Regions from separate parts of the Sus scrofa genome. Here all the other regions are linked to region 2. A link is a contact called in public Hi-C and HiChIP or PLAC-seq data. All regions are on one chromosome and are shown on one strand. The core of a region is the stretch at or near the end of the contact, and the rest is flanking DNA. Distances in the headings are between cores, read along the strand shown.

Evidence for each region. Hi-C and Micro-C count contacts between places; a contact is called where the count stands out from the background. HiChIP or PLAC-seq counts read pairs in DNA pulled down with a chosen protein or histone mark.
Region 1: a contact with region 2 is called in a Hi-C map of liver, with 4 times the contacts expected there. The contact joins the promoter of FBXO11 here to the enhancer-like site in region 2. A contact is called at or near these places in 2 of 5 promoter capture datasets (fetal liver and liver), 10 of 47 Hi-C or Micro-C datasets (alveolar macrophages, brain, embryonic fibroblasts and 4 more) and 2 of 2 datasets of contacts at active chromatin or transcription factors (alveolar macrophages and skeletal muscle).
Region 3: an H3K27ac HiChIP or PLAC-seq map of alveolar macrophages shows a contact between it and region 2. The contact joins two enhancer-like sites. A contact is called at or near these places in 2 of 47 Hi-C or Micro-C datasets (embryonic fibroblasts and fetal skeletal muscle) and 1 of 2 datasets of contacts at active chromatin or transcription factors (alveolar macrophages).
Region 4: a contact with region 2 is called in an H3K27ac HiChIP or PLAC-seq map of alveolar macrophages. The contact joins the promoter of FOXN2 here to the enhancer-like site in region 2. A contact is called at or near these places in 2 of 5 promoter capture datasets (fetal skeletal muscle and liver), 9 of 47 Hi-C or Micro-C datasets (alveolar macrophages, embryonic fibroblasts, fetal skeletal muscle and 5 more) and 2 of 2 datasets of contacts at active chromatin or transcription factors (alveolar macrophages and skeletal muscle).
Region 5: an H3K27ac HiChIP or PLAC-seq map of alveolar macrophages shows a contact between it and region 2. The contact joins two enhancer-like sites. A contact is called at or near these places in 3 of 47 Hi-C or Micro-C datasets (embryonic fibroblasts, skeletal muscle and subcutaneous adipose tissue) and 1 of 2 datasets of contacts at active chromatin or transcription factors (alveolar macrophages).

What each region holds. Positions count from the first base shown.
Region 1 is chr3:92,695,062-92,697,925 of Sscrofa11.1, reverse strand. It overlaps FBXO11 (F-box only protein 11), which reads right to left and starts at 1,524. Exons shown (of 23, transcript XM_003354838.5): 1 at 482-1,524. The coding sequence starts at 704.
Region 2 is chr3:92,524,054-92,526,797 of Sscrofa11.1, reverse strand. No RefSeq gene overlaps it. Among named protein-coding and RNA genes, the nearest start is that of FBXO11, 170 kb to the left of the region's middle. Within about 2 kb of position 1,312, at least 59 of the 83 cell types and tissues checked have an H3K27ac peak or open chromatin away from gene starts, as enhancers often do. A contact at or near this core is called in alveolar macrophages, brain, fetal liver and 6 more, where this site is marked.
Region 3 is chr3:92,314,401-92,317,176 of Sscrofa11.1, reverse strand. All of the region lies in intron 1 of FOXN2 (forkhead box protein N2), which reads left to right. Among named protein-coding and RNA genes, the nearest start is that of FOXN2, 21 kb to the left of the region's middle. Within about 2 kb of position 1,481, at least 8 of the 83 cell types and tissues checked have an H3K27ac peak or open chromatin away from gene starts, as enhancers often do. A contact at or near this core is called in alveolar macrophages, where this site is marked.
Region 4 is chr3:92,335,861-92,338,560 of Sscrofa11.1, reverse strand. FOXN2 (forkhead box protein N2) reads left to right here and starts at 1,444. Exons shown (of 6, transcript XM_013987898.2): 1 at 1,444-1,559.
Region 5 is chr3:92,297,929-92,300,628 of Sscrofa11.1, reverse strand. FOXN2 (forkhead box protein N2) reads left to right here. Exons shown (of 6, transcript XM_013987898.2): 2 at 843-1,393. The coding sequence starts at 857. Among named protein-coding and RNA genes, the nearest start is that of FOXN2, 38 kb to the left of the region's middle. Within about 2 kb of position 1,273, at least 19 of the 83 cell types and tissues checked have an H3K27ac peak or open chromatin away from gene starts, as enhancers often do. A contact at or near this core is called in alveolar macrophages, skeletal muscle and subcutaneous adipose tissue, where this site is marked.

The DNA of each region.
Region 1 (2,864 bases), core at 275-2,774, 170 kb before region 2:
GGGGGAGTCTGTTAGAGAAAAGGGGGAAAACAAGTTCCCCAGCCAGCCCCACCACCCTATCACTCCTAGTCGTTCCCCGCACCTTCTATTACAAGCGGGAGACCAAACGGTGGAAGGCTTCCGAAAAGGGGGAAATCCCACCCTTCGCCTTCCCCCCACCCACCAACAGACTCCTGCGAGGTTCGTGAGCGAGCGGAGAAGCCAGAGGGATGGGTGGGGAGAGAGGGTACCGAGTCCCCGAAACCAAACAAAGCGCGGCCTGAGCTAGAGCCGGAGCGAGTGGGGAAGCCACGGCTTTTCCTGCCGGCCGGGGCCCCGGCCGGGCTGACACTGCGGCAACGGGGGACCCGCCTCCACTCAGCCTCCGGCTCCCACCCTCGGGCGCACAGGCCGCCCCCGCCCGCCCTGGCCTCCCTCCCCGCGGGTCCCGGCCGGTCGGGCGCCCAAGCCGGCGGGAGGCAGGGAGAGAGCGCGGCCTTACCCCGCTCGCCGGCGTTGTTCCGCTCCTGGGGCAGCGGCGGAGGCGGCGGTGGTGGCGGCGGAGGCTGCTGCTGCTGCTGCTGCGGCGGCGGCGGAGGCTGCTGCTGCGGCGGCTGCTGGGGCGGCTGCGGCGGCGGCTGCTGCGGGGGCTGCTGCTGCTGCTGCACCGGGCGCGGCCGCGACACTCGCCTGGGTCTCCGGTTGGCGGCTCGGACGGAGTTCATTTGCCGGGCTGAGGTGGCGGCTTTGGCGGAGGGACACACACACACACGCACACGCACCGCGAGCTCCGGAGTAGGAGAAGGGGGTGGGGAGAGGGGAGGAGGAAGGAAAGGGGGAGAGGGGAAGGGGAGACGGTAAGGGCGGAGGGGCGAGCGAGACCCCTAGTCAAGAGAAAGGCCCGTGGAGACAGACAGAGACCGAGCGAGGCCGGGCGGGCGGGCCTGACGCACGGGGAAGGCCGAGGCCGCCGGGCGGGGCGGCCGCGAGGGACGGAGACAGAAAGACGGGCAGAGGGAGAGAAAGAAAGAAAGGGCGTCTGCCCGCCTGGGGATCCCGAGGCGAAGCGCGGCGTCGGCGGCAGAGGAGACAGACCCCGGTCCCGCCGACTCCCGAGCGGCGTCTCCGGCGGCGGGGGGGAGTGGGCGGGCGGGCGAGGAAGGGAGAAGGAGGAGAAGAGAAGGAGAGAAGGGAGGGAGGGAGCAGGGGGCGCCCGGCTCTTTTTTTCCCTCTTCCTCCCCCCCGCACCCCCTGAAAGAGATTTCTGAGAGGAATTTTTTCTCTTTCTTCGGCCTCTTCTCTCTCCTCCCCCCCTTCTCTCCTCGGCGAAGGGGAAATGAGTATGAAGGGAGGAGATAGGGGGAAAAAGAGGCGTCGTCGTTCCTCCTCCTTAAAGGAACCTTTCCTCCTCCTCCTCTTCAGCCCCGTCGCCGTTGCTTCTGCTGCTGCTCCGTGGCAGGAGGAGCCATTGACACCGCCGGAGCCACCTCTCGCCCAGTCGGTCCCTCCCCGCCGCGGGGCTGGCCGGGGGCGCAGGGGAGGGCCGCGGGGCGGCGGGGGGAGGGGCGAATGGGCGGGGAAGAAGAGAGGAGGGGATTCCGGCCAAGCAGCCAATGGGAGGCGTTCATACAACCTTCGGCCCAATGGGGCTTCCGCTCTTATCGCCAAGTCCCTTCCTTCAACGCCCTGTTTCCTCTCTCGGGTTTCTCCCTCCCCCGCCAAGGAGGGGGAAGGAGGAAAGGGGGAGTGTGGCGGGGCGGGTGATAATGGGGAGGTATCAGGGCATATAATAGAGCGGGGGGTGGGCGAAGAGAGCGTTAGTGCGTAGCGACGATTCTAGGAGAGGAGGTGCTGGGAGGAAAGGGCGGGGGCTGCTGATGTAATGGGGAGAAGTGATTAATCCTTCGGTTCGCTGTTTCAGCCTATCCCCCCTTTCCTTCACCCGATTTTTTAAGCGGAAAAAAAAAAAAAAAGTGGAGCAAGGTAGCCAATCTTTGATAATTTAGGCTTCTTGTGGTAGGTAGGTTCAAAGTCTGAGCTGTAGGGAGCGCTAGAGATTCTGTGCCCTTTAGTCAAGCTGAGGGTATTTGAGAACCTTGGAGATCCACTTTACCGATCTTTAAGCTTGGTAACCGAAGTTTGGAGTCGGTTCCCAGTCGTAGTATAATAGGAGTCATCAAGATCTTGAAAAGGTGTGGTCAATACGTAATAGGTAAGGTATTACCAAAAAGGTAAATTTACTTTTGGGCAGTGTGGTCAATATAATATTTGGGAAAATAATATGTGAGAAGAAGAGAGAAGTAAAAGTGTTGAGGTTGTAATTGTGTGTGTATGTGTGTAGATCTCACAAACGCAAAGCAAAAGAAAAAAACCCAGGGGGAATTATCTTTTGTGTCTGTATCTGGTCCCCTCAGCATAATCTCTCCCCAAGGAAAATGCGTTTTTATTCCCTTGCTGCTGTTGTAAAGACTAAAAAGATACCCTTTCTCAATTCTCTTCTTTCTCTTTTGTTTATCATTGACTGGCTATGGTAAAACTGGCAGTTTACCTGATTCCCTTCTTTTCAGGCCTTTGGGTGATTTTTTCATTTGAGTTTGATCAGTTGCTGTCTTAGGTTTGAGATAGATGACTGTGTTACAAAGTACATAAGGGAAGTAAAGGTGACTGGGGAGAGTGGATTTGGGGAGGCAGGAGAGAGCCGGGAGAGGCAGTATCGTGTAGGATATTTGAGTCTCTGATTTTGATATGTGCCTCCAGGCATCTTTCTAGGTATCAGGGTCGCCTCACCTTTTTTTTTTTTAATTTAAAAAATTTTTGTCTTTTCTAGGGCCGCACCCGCTGCATATGGAGGTCCCCAGGCTAGGGTCCAGTCGGAGCTACAGCTG
Region 2 (2,744 bases), core at 63-2,562:
TTTTATTATCTTTTTTTATTCTTGTTATATCTAATGAATGGGTATTTTCATGATGAACAAATGTCATGAAAACCAGTTTATTCTCCAAATCAAGATACATCTGGTTTACCGATTGTAACATCTGTTTTTTTTTAATGGGTTGTGTTTAACTTGTAAAAATAAAATAAAATGCAATTAACATCACCCATATGCTCAATACAATGAGTAAATGACTTGTAAGTTTTAAAACTTCTAGGACTGGGTTTCTAATGTAATTACAATGGGTTGTAAAAGTGAGTGAAACTAGTTTCCCAAGGTAGGGTGTCTATTCAACATTTACTGGTATCTAAAACACTTTGGAGTAAGGCAGTAATCATCCAGGAAGAAATGACTACTGTTCAGTGACTCATCAATCCATGAATTCAGCACTAATTACAGTGCCTCAGTTTCCCTATTTTATAAAAACGAAGCTGCCACCTGCCTGCTTCTCTGGAGTGTTTGAAAAAAGCCCAAGGAGATAATAGTCCGTGTGTTTTGAAAATACAAAATACATTATAAATGCTAAGTAATAATACAATAATAACAGGGAGTCTTTAATAACAGGGGTCCTTTAATAATACTCATCAAGCATAATAACATTACTAACTAGTAGGAACAAGACTGTCTTCTTAATCATTAGTTTGTATCATGGGAAATTGGTTGGGGTTTGGCACCTCATTCAGGTTGGTTTTGGTGCCTCAGGAGGAAGAAGAGCTCCTTAATAAGGCTGGTCTCTCCAACTAACTGTTGGCTGTCTTTAGGAAGAGGCATGCATGCAATTAGCCGAGGAGGGGGCAGATGCCTCTGAGTTCAACTCCTATGCCCAGGGAACACGATTTAAAAATTTCCATTCCTAGCTGGTCAGGGGAAAGAAGGAAAGGTACTTTGGGGATCCAAGAAAGTTGCCAGCAGGCTAGCCCTAGCCAGTCGCCCAGTGTGGCCACCCAATCCTGCCACAAGATGGCGACAATCCAGCTGGAAACACCTGCCTGAGCTGGCCACGTGGGTTTCCAGACTGGAAGGACTTCCTCCCTCAGACACAAAGAAGGGATCGTTTGGATACTCACAGAGCTGGGATTGCGAACCTTCCTGAGACAAAGTCGGCCAGGGGAAGAAGTAGGCGGCTTCCTTCTCACCCCCGTGAGCTTCAACTTCATGGGGCTGAAAAGCTTGAGGGGAATATGTGCAAAAGCACCCCGAGAAATTCCAGGTTTTAACCCCTCCCTCTGCATAGAGCCCGGATAGACACTTCCTGGACCGGCGACATTCCAGGGATTCCGGCAGGGAGAGCGGGTGCTTCCCCGGGTGGGGTGCGTCCAACCCAGCGGTGCTCTGGTCCTCCCCTGCGTGGGACCGGCTGAGCAAGCCGCTGAGACTGGGGATGGGCTGAACAAATCTCATCCACCCCGCCCCTGGGACCCCAGTGCTTTTAACAGCTTGGAACCTCAGACTTGAGGAGGGCTGGAGAGGGCTGTGCTCCTAAGCTCTAAATCAGGACAGCACCCACAAAGGCGCTCCCTCCTCTTTTCGCACATTTTGCCTGGGAAAAGGTCTACAGGCCTTCCGGGCTTGGGGGAGGGGGTGCTCTTTGTTTTCTTTTCTTTTGTTTCGTTTTGAATACAAGGAACCCACCACACCCACGTTTGTCTCAGTCAGAAGTAAACTTGCTTTGAAACAGAGTTATTAGGAAATACATAGATTCCCACCTCTAAGTCACAGGGTGAAGTTCCAAATGTGGTGTTTGGAACCCTCCTGGGTTGAGCAGAGCCTGGGCCTGGTTAGCCAGGCCTCCATCTTCTAACCCTTGGCCTTACCGTGGCAGCCCAGGGCTGATTCCCTGCTTCTCCAGCCAGGGTCTTTGGCCAGCACTAGGGAGCAGGCAAGGGAAACTCAGAACAGCAGGTGTCAACTGCCCCAGCCTCCCCTCGGTTAGCTACTTATCTGCCCACCCTTCTGGGCTGTGGATTGGGAGTAATAGTAAGAGTGAGCATTGTCTGAACATGTACCACAAATGATTGATTACCATTTCAAAGCCTTACACACTATCATTATCTCCTTTTACCATGGAGAAATCAAAGGCTTAGAGATGAGTAATTTGCCCAAGGCCACACAACTCTTAAATAGTCAAGCAGGGAGCTGAATCCAGATCTACATTTCTCCAAAGCACCAAAGTACCTCCTTAGGTAGCTCTCACTGCACCACTGGGAGACAGCTGGGTCAAGTATAAAGAAAGACATACTTGGTGCTATGATTGTACTTACACACTGTGGGTGGGGTGGGGAAGACCAAGGATATTTTAGACTCCTCTTGCCTTTGAATGTGTGCTGGAGAACTGGGTTAGCTTGGCCTGCCTTCTTTCTTCCCTTCCACAATTGTTTACTGAGTGCATGTTATATACCAAGAACTTGCCTAGGCACTGAAATATTGCAGGGGACAAGGCAGATGACACAGACTATGTGATCTTTTGATCTTTGGTGTGTCCTTTAATGTACTACTTTTTTTTTTTTTTTTTTTTTTTTTTTAAGGGCCACACTCATGACACATGGAGGTTCCCAGGCTAGGGGTCGAATCCAAGCTACAACTCCTAGCCTACACTACAGCCATAGCAACAGAGGATTGGAGCCATGTCTGTGACCTACACCACTTCTCACAGCAACGCAGGATCCTTAACCCACTGATCAAGGCCAGGGATCGAACCTGAATTCTCATGGATACTAGTCAGATTT
Region 3 (2,776 bases), core at 232-2,731, 210 kb after region 2:
TGAGAACTTCCATATGCAGGTGCAGCCCTAAAAAGAAAAATGTAACATGGAATTCAATAATACAATTTGAAAAGCACTTTTAAAAAGTATTAAACACATTAATAGAATTTAATTAATTGCAATTATTCCTTATTTCCTATGGATTTATATTACTAAGGTTTACATTAAAATTTTACTGGACTGAGTTGAGAATTGCTGACTAGAATTACTGGACCAAGAGCCTGATTTGTTGTTAAATAAATTATATATATATGAGTGGTGTGTGTGTTTTGGCCACTCCTGCCACATAGAAGTTCCCCAGCCAGGGACTGAATATGAGACACAGATGCCACCCCTGCCATAGCTGCAGCAATGCCAGATCCTTTAACCCACTGCAGCTGGACCAGGGTTTGAACCCATACCTCTGCAGCAGCTGCAGTTGGAGTCTTAACTGACTGTGCCACAGCAGGAACTCCCATAAGTCTATATTTTTATTTATTTAGCTTTTTAGGGTTGCACCTGCGGCATATGGTAGTTCCTAGGCTGGGGTCAATCAGAGCTACAGCTGCCAGCCTGCACCACAGTAATGCGGAATCCAAGCTGCCTCTGAAAACTACACCACAGCTTAACGGCAGTGCTGGATTCCCGACCCACAGAGCACGGCCAGGGATCGAATCTGCATCCTCATGAATGCTAGTCGGATTTGTTTCCTCTGTGCCTTAATGGGAACTCCAGTCTGTATTTTTAAAGTACTGTAGGAGTTTCCATTGTGGCTCAGCAGATTCCAGCTAGTATCCATGAGGATGCAGGTTTGATCTCTGGCCTTGATCAGTGGGCTGATGGTCCCGAATTTGGATCTGGTCAGGAGCTGCAGCTCTGGTTCTCACCCTAGCTTGGAACCTGCATATGCTGCAGGTGTGTCCCTAAAAATAAATAAATGAATAAATAAGTAAATTAAATACTGTAGATACTATCCTGAAATTACTTACTTACAATGTAAGTAATATTTTGAAAATTGTTATTTTGAACATTGTGACTTGATAAGAATTCTGTAGATCCAAGATAGTAGATTCTGAACTAGTTGGAATCAAATAAATAAAACTATATATAGATATTTATAATCCTGTCCTGTTTTGAGTGTAGCATTATATTTGCAACTGTATCTTTTTGTTACTGAGAATGTCATTAGCCACTGAAAACTCAACATATTTTAAACAGAGATACTGTAGTTATTTACTTCACTTTTTTTTATAAATTCTTTTTTGTGTGTGTTAGAATGTTAGCATCAGACAGAGATGTTAAAAGGCACTTAGACCCTTTTGGAGCCATTAATAACAAAATACTAAAAAAGAGTTTTTTAAAATTTATATGGTTTAAATTCTTTTATGTTATTAAACTAGAAAGATTTGAAGAAAAGTTCTGTCATGTAGCATGATTGGTAAAAGAATTGACATAACATAATAAGTGAAGTTCATGGAAACAGAATAAGGAAGTGAAGGTGGCTATTGCAGCTCTTCTGAGAAGTGCTAATTTTAGTTGACTACCTTACAAGAGTGTGTCATTGGTCATAGGAAGATTCGTCCTTAATACTAGATTTTTTTTCTTTTTTTTAGTTTCCAAACTTCAAAACATATAAAGTATTGGAGTTCCTTTGTGGCACAGTGGGTCCACCATTGTCACTGCAGCAGCTTGGATTGCTGCTGTGGCGCAGGTTCAGCCCTGGCCCAGGAACTTCAACATGCTGCGGTCCTAGCCAAAAAATAAAGCTTTGTTACTGATTTTATACCCTAGTTTTTCTGTATTTGAGAGATATAACATTTAGAAATCTACTACTTTAGGAAGAAGGCTAATAAAAATTTCTTAAATTAATAGCAGTAATAATTTCCATCTCTATAACTAGTATTCATTGTGTACTTTCTATCTTCATTCTGAGTGCTTTATATTCTCATTTAATTGGTACTAACAGTCTTATGAAAGTAGGCACTATTAGATTTATAAATTGATATGGCTTAGAGTCTGTTGAGTGGCAGAGCTGGAATTTGAACCCAGGCAATATCTTATGCTCTTTAACTCTCTGCTTCACCACTGCCAGAATTAATTATAAGATTAAGAATAATAATTTAGATTTTACTTTTGTGACTTTTTTATAGTATGAAATTGCTTTATCTTCCACAATTTTAACTTCAAATACACTGCCTTCTCAGTTTCTGTTCCATATCTTCTTCTTTTTTTTTTTTTTTTTTTCTTTTTATGGCCACACCTACAGCATTTGAAAGTTCCTGGCCTATGGCTGGAATCAGAGCTGCAGCTTCATGCCTGTACCACAGCCATAGCAACACTGGATCCAAGCCCCATCTGCAGCCTGCCAGATCCTTAACCCACTGAGCAAGGGCAGGGATGAAACCTGCATCCTCACAGAGACAATGTCAGTTCTTAACTTGCTGAGCTACAGAGGGAACTCCTGTATCTTCTAGTGTTACATATATTAATTCCTTTCTCAATAGAGAAGTCTTTCATTTCATAGTTGTGTACTATTTTAACATAGTTGTGTACTATTTTAACTGTGACAACAGAGCCATGAGTGTGGTAGGAGTAAAAGATTTCTTCTTGAAGAGTCTTGGAAAAGGACCAGGAGAGATTATTCTGAATAGTATATATCTCTCATACTTTTCTTTATCTTTTATTCATATTAGGCATAGAGATATTATAATCTAATATAGCTAATAAGTTAGCTTTGGAATATATTTTAAATTCCTATTTACATTTAGATACTTATTAGAATTCATAATGTAATACA
Region 4 (2,700 bases), core at 195-2,694, 190 kb after region 2:
CTTTTTTTTTTTTTTGTCTTTTTTTTAGGGCCACACCTGCAGCATATGGAGGTTCCCAGGCTAGGGCTCAAATCAGAGCTGTAGATGCTGGCCTATGCCAGAGCCATAGCAAAGTGGATCCAAGCTGCATCTTTGACCTACACCAAAGCTCCCAGCAATGCCGGATCATTGACCCACTGAGCAAAGCCAGGCATTGAACCTCACGGATACTATTCAGGTTCATTAATGTCTGAGCCACAGAGGGAAATCCTGTGGTCTCTTACTCTGAATGCACCTATGGATTGTCCTCCAGGACAGTGTAATAAAAAACAAATGGAAGTGGTAGATGACTTTGGACAATCATGTAGACATGGTGTTTTCATCTGTGGAATGAGAGGGTCAACCACTTCCATTTTTGTTACTGTATACTGTTAACACCTATAATTCTTTGGTGTCTGTGTCATCCTTACAGCTTAATTTGTTTCATTATCAGTAGGCATCTTGTTTCATATTCTGCTCACTTTATACTTAGAGCCTGGCACATAAACAGTTAACATTCATTGTTCTGGAAGGAAATGAACTTCTGTTAGCACCTACCTAGCATGCCTCAATCACTGTCCAGGTCTCTCTCACATACCCTTAAAAAAATTCATTCAAACACATTTGTGAGAAAAGCATCATTACTCTAGTTTTTGAAGATGTGGATATAGGAATTCAGATATTTAATTATCAGGGTCAAAATGACAATGTAAAATGGAGTCTTAGTTTTGTCCGCCTCAGTTTCTCTATCTGTAAAGTGGGAATTAGTAAGAATTAGAATAGCGTTGGTGGATTTAGCAAACAAAACAAAACTGGAAGGTATATACCAAAGGGAACATTCTTATGCTAAAAAGCTATTCCACATTTGCCTGAAATTCAGATTTAACGGGGGTCGCCTGTGTTTTATGTGGCAATGTGTCTCAGCATTATGATTATGACAATGCACGTAAAGAACTTAGCCCTGTACCTAGCACTCTGTGAGAGGTCAGTAAATGCTATGCTTATTAAATTTTGAATCTTATACCAAAATCTTTTTTTTTTTTTTTTTGTCTCACACACGTTAACTTTAATCGCCACATAAAATTTCAGTCAAGCGCGGGTGATACGACTTTAAGTGTCTATTAATGCTTTACCGTTCGTAAAGCGCTTTCAAAGCCTGGTCAATGGCGGAAAGCTCTTGAAGAAACCCACTGAAGCTCGCGCTGTTGCGGTCGTCGCTACAGTCCCACCGCAGCCTCCGCGGGTCGCCCCAGCCAGACCGCCACGCTCGTCCCGCCTCATCTCGCCCCGCCCCCACACCACCTCGGCCACTCAGCAGTCGCGCCGCGCACTGCTGCACTCCTATAGGTCCTTCCGGGACGGGCGAGGCCTTTCCATTTTCCCGCCTTCCCCAGCCCTTCCTCAGCCCGAAACCCGACTGGCCCACAACGTCTCCGCCCTGCCTTCCGTGCGAGCCCCGCCCTTCCGGACACCGCATCTACCCCCTTTTCCTCTCCCACCCGCAGTTCTGGGCAGCCAGCCGGTCCCGGACCGGCCCTTCGGTAGGAAGTGGGAGGGGACAGGGAGAGACTGGTGGAACCCCCTCCCTAGGGGTCGCTGGAGGCGGGGACCAGAGGGAGGGGCGGGGCTAATCTCCTTGGCGCCGCGTTGCCATAGCAGCGGGGGAGGGTAGAGGGAGGGGGAGGAAGCGAGCGGGAGGGGGGATGTGGTACTGCCGCTGCTGCCACCGCAGCTGCTGCTGCCTTCTCGCCGCGTCTTCCCGGAGGCGGCTGCTGGAAGCCGCCGGGAGCAGCTGCGGTTCTCTGCCATATTGTGTCTTCCCCTGCCTGTCCCTCGCCTCTCCGCTGCCGCGGCCGAGCTGATGGTGAGTCCCAGGCGGAGCGTAGCCCTCCCCAGCCGGCGCCGCCCGGCGTTCGCGCTCCCCGCGCGGACTCGCGGAGCCGCTCCCGGGCGTGGAGGCAGCGCGTGCGGCAGGCGCCGGGTGTGGGGCGCGGAGGCGGCTGTCCCGTGACGCGTCCGGACATTTTTGTCCGGGGAGGAATTGGCGCCGGCGCAGAGTTCTCTCTTGCGTGCGGCTTGGGTTGTGTGGGCTCCCGGGGGGTGGTGAACTGAGGGGGTGCGGCTCCGTGAGGAGTTAGTTTTTCCTGAGTGGTAATGATCGCCCGGGAGGGGTGCCGGCTGTTCGGAAAGGCTCGGAGTTGGCTCTGAGGAAGCTTAAGGCTCGACTCAGGGCCAGTTATTAGAGGAAGCGCCCCAAACCCGCCGAGAGTCTTTGCAACACCCCCTCCCCCGGCTTGAAGTGCAGCGAGACGTGCCAGGCGTGGGGTCCTGTCCGGGACCGGGCAGACTGGCTGGGCCCGGCCAAATAGTGGCCGGGGAGGCGCCGGGCGCGGCCGGGAATGAACTTCGAGCAGTGGGGCGACCGGGCGTTGGAGTGGGCAGGGGCGGGTCCCGGATGTGGGGGTGGCCGAGCTCGGCACCCTCTGGCCACTCCTTCAGCAGGCGCCCCCGGGGCCTCTGAGGGGGGCCGTTTTGGTAGGGTGGGAGTTAGTGTTTTTGCGCAGCAATATGGACACTTCCTGTTCGCGGCTTCTCTTGGCCCGGTGGTTATCTCTGCCCTTAAGTCCTCTTTCCTGGGAAGGTGAGAGGTCGTGAGGGCGTGTGTGAGATAGTTCAGCTTTT
Region 5 (2,700 bases), core at 24-2,523, 230 kb after region 2:
GAATCCAACTAGGAAACGTGAGGTTGCGGGTTCGATCCCTGGCCTTGCTCAGTGGGTTAAGGATCCAGCGTTGCTATGAGCTGTGGTGTAGGTTGCAGACGGGACTTAGATCTCATGTTGCTGTGGCTGTGGTATAGGCCTGCAGCTGTAGCTCCAATTAGATCCCTAGCCTGGGAACCTCCATGTGCTGTGGGTGCAGCCCTAAAAAGACAAAAGACAAAAAATTTTTAAAAGATGCAGTTTAAAATTAAGTAATAAATTTATAGTAAATATATTTTTCCTGATAATGAATTTAGTGGTTAAGAAATGTTATCTTTTTCATATGATACACTATAAAATATTAGAAATTATTTCTTTATAGTAAAAGTATTTCAAATTTTAGGAAAGGGTTTATTTGGAATTATTGGTTAAACTTTATTTTAAATCTGGTTTTTGTCTGTATTGAGCCATATGTATGGCTATTACAGTGAAGTCATAGATCCTTAAGACAAGTAGTACATAGTTGTATAATTCAGAGAAATCGTTCATTGTTAGTAATAACAGCCATTACTTATTAGGCAGTTACTATGGACTAGGATTCTTGTTAAGTATTCAAAATACATTATTTAATTTTGTTAATATCCCTTGTACATATTGTGCTATAATGCTGCATTTTATTTAGTCATTTTTACAGAATATGAATATGTATTGTAAACTTTAGTGTCTGTTTTATCAATATTGTGTTTAAATATTGATTGCAAAATTTCTCTGATTTGGGGATATTTAAATATGCATTTCCTTTTTCCATGAGTTTATGAATCTTGAGTATTACATTGATTGAGAATTGTTTTCTTTTGTTGCAGAGTTGTAAGAGTAAATGGGTCCAGTAATTGGAATGACTCCAGAAAAGAGAGCTGAAACCCCAGGAGCTGAAAAGATTGCAGGACTGAGCCAGATTTACAAAATGGGAAGCTTGCCTGAAGCTGTTGATGCTGCCAGGCCAAAGGCTACTCTAGTGGACAGTGAGTCAGCAGATGATGAACTCACAAACTTGAACTGGCTTCATGAAAGTACTAATCTCCTAACAAACTTCACCTTTGGAAGTGAGGGTCTTCCAGTTGTTAGTCCATTGTATGACATAGAGGGAGATGATGTGCCATCCTTAGGACCAACATGCTATCAGAACCCAGAAAAAAAATCAGCAACTTCAAAGCCCCCATACTCCTTTAGTCTTCTCATTTATATGGCCATTGAACACTCTCCAAATAAATGTTTGCCTGTCAAAGAAATTTATAGCTGGATTCTGAACCGCTTCCCATATTTTGCAACTGCACCAACAGGCTGGAAGAATTCTGTTCGACATAATCTGTCTCTGAATAAGTGTTTTCAGAAAGTGGAAAGAAGCCATGGCAAGGTCAGTATTTATGAACATGTTAGGGATATTTGGGGAGAATTAACAGAGATCTTAAAATACAGGAAATCAAAGGAAGATGAAAAATATTCAAGTCACATTACTTCAGCTTGAGCTTAATTATATTCACCATTTGCTTGCACTTAAGATGTTTTTAAATTTCTTCAGTACTGATATAAACCTGGCAGAACTATATTCAGTCTACTATAGGTACATAAATTAGTTTTTTTAATGTTCCAACTTTCTATTCTTAGTTTCTGTAGTGTTCCTGTCACTATACTTATATTATTCTTATTTATTCAACATGACAGTCTCTGCCTTATAATTGGAATGTACTTGATATGGCTAGATTTAAATCTATCATTGCTACTAGTTTTCTTTCTTTTTTTTTTCTTTTTACGGCCATACCTGTGGCACATGGAAGTTCCCTGGCTCAGAGGTCGAATCAGAGCTGCAGCTGCCAGCCTACACCACAACCATAGCAACACCAGTTCTGAGCTGCAACTGTAACCTATGCTGCATCTTGCCAAAATGCTGGATCCTTAACCTACTGAGCAAGGCCAGGAATTGAACCCACATCTTCATGGACAGACATTACTTTCAGTTCTTAACCCACTGAATCACAACAGGAATTCCTACTTGTTTTCTATTTGCTGTATCTGTTCTTTTTCCCTTTTTTAACTTTCCCTGCCTGTTTGTCAATTGAGTATTTTTTATGATTCAGTTTTCTCTCTTCTAATGGCTTATTAGCTATTCCCTTTTCTTTTTTCTTTTCTTTTTAGTGGTTGCTCTACAGCTTTCAGTTTTTAATTTATTACAGTCTACCTTCAAATAATATTATTTCACTTATTATTTGGCCTTTTACAGAAAAAGTTGACTGATCCTGTTGCCCTATCTGGATTAATTGCTTTTTCCCAGAGAAGTTCATTTGACATTTCTTGTAGTTCAGGTCTACTAGCAATGGATTTTTTTTTTAAACCTTTTTGTGGGGGATGGGTATAGAATTATAGGTTGATAGTTATTGTTTTTTTTAAGTACTTCAAAGACATTATTCTCTTCTGCCTTGCATAGTTTCTGGTGAAACGTCTGCTGCCATTCTTTGTTCTTCTGTCTATAATGTTTTGTTTTTACTATCTGTCTAAAAGATTTTTCTTTTTATCACTACTTTGCAGAAGTTTGACTGCGATGTGCTTAGGTGTATTTTCCTTTATTTTTATCCTGCTTTGTTTTTTCAGAGATTCTTGGATCTGTGGTTTGTTGTCATTCATTAAATTTAGACATTTTTTGCTTGTTATCTCTTCAAATCATTC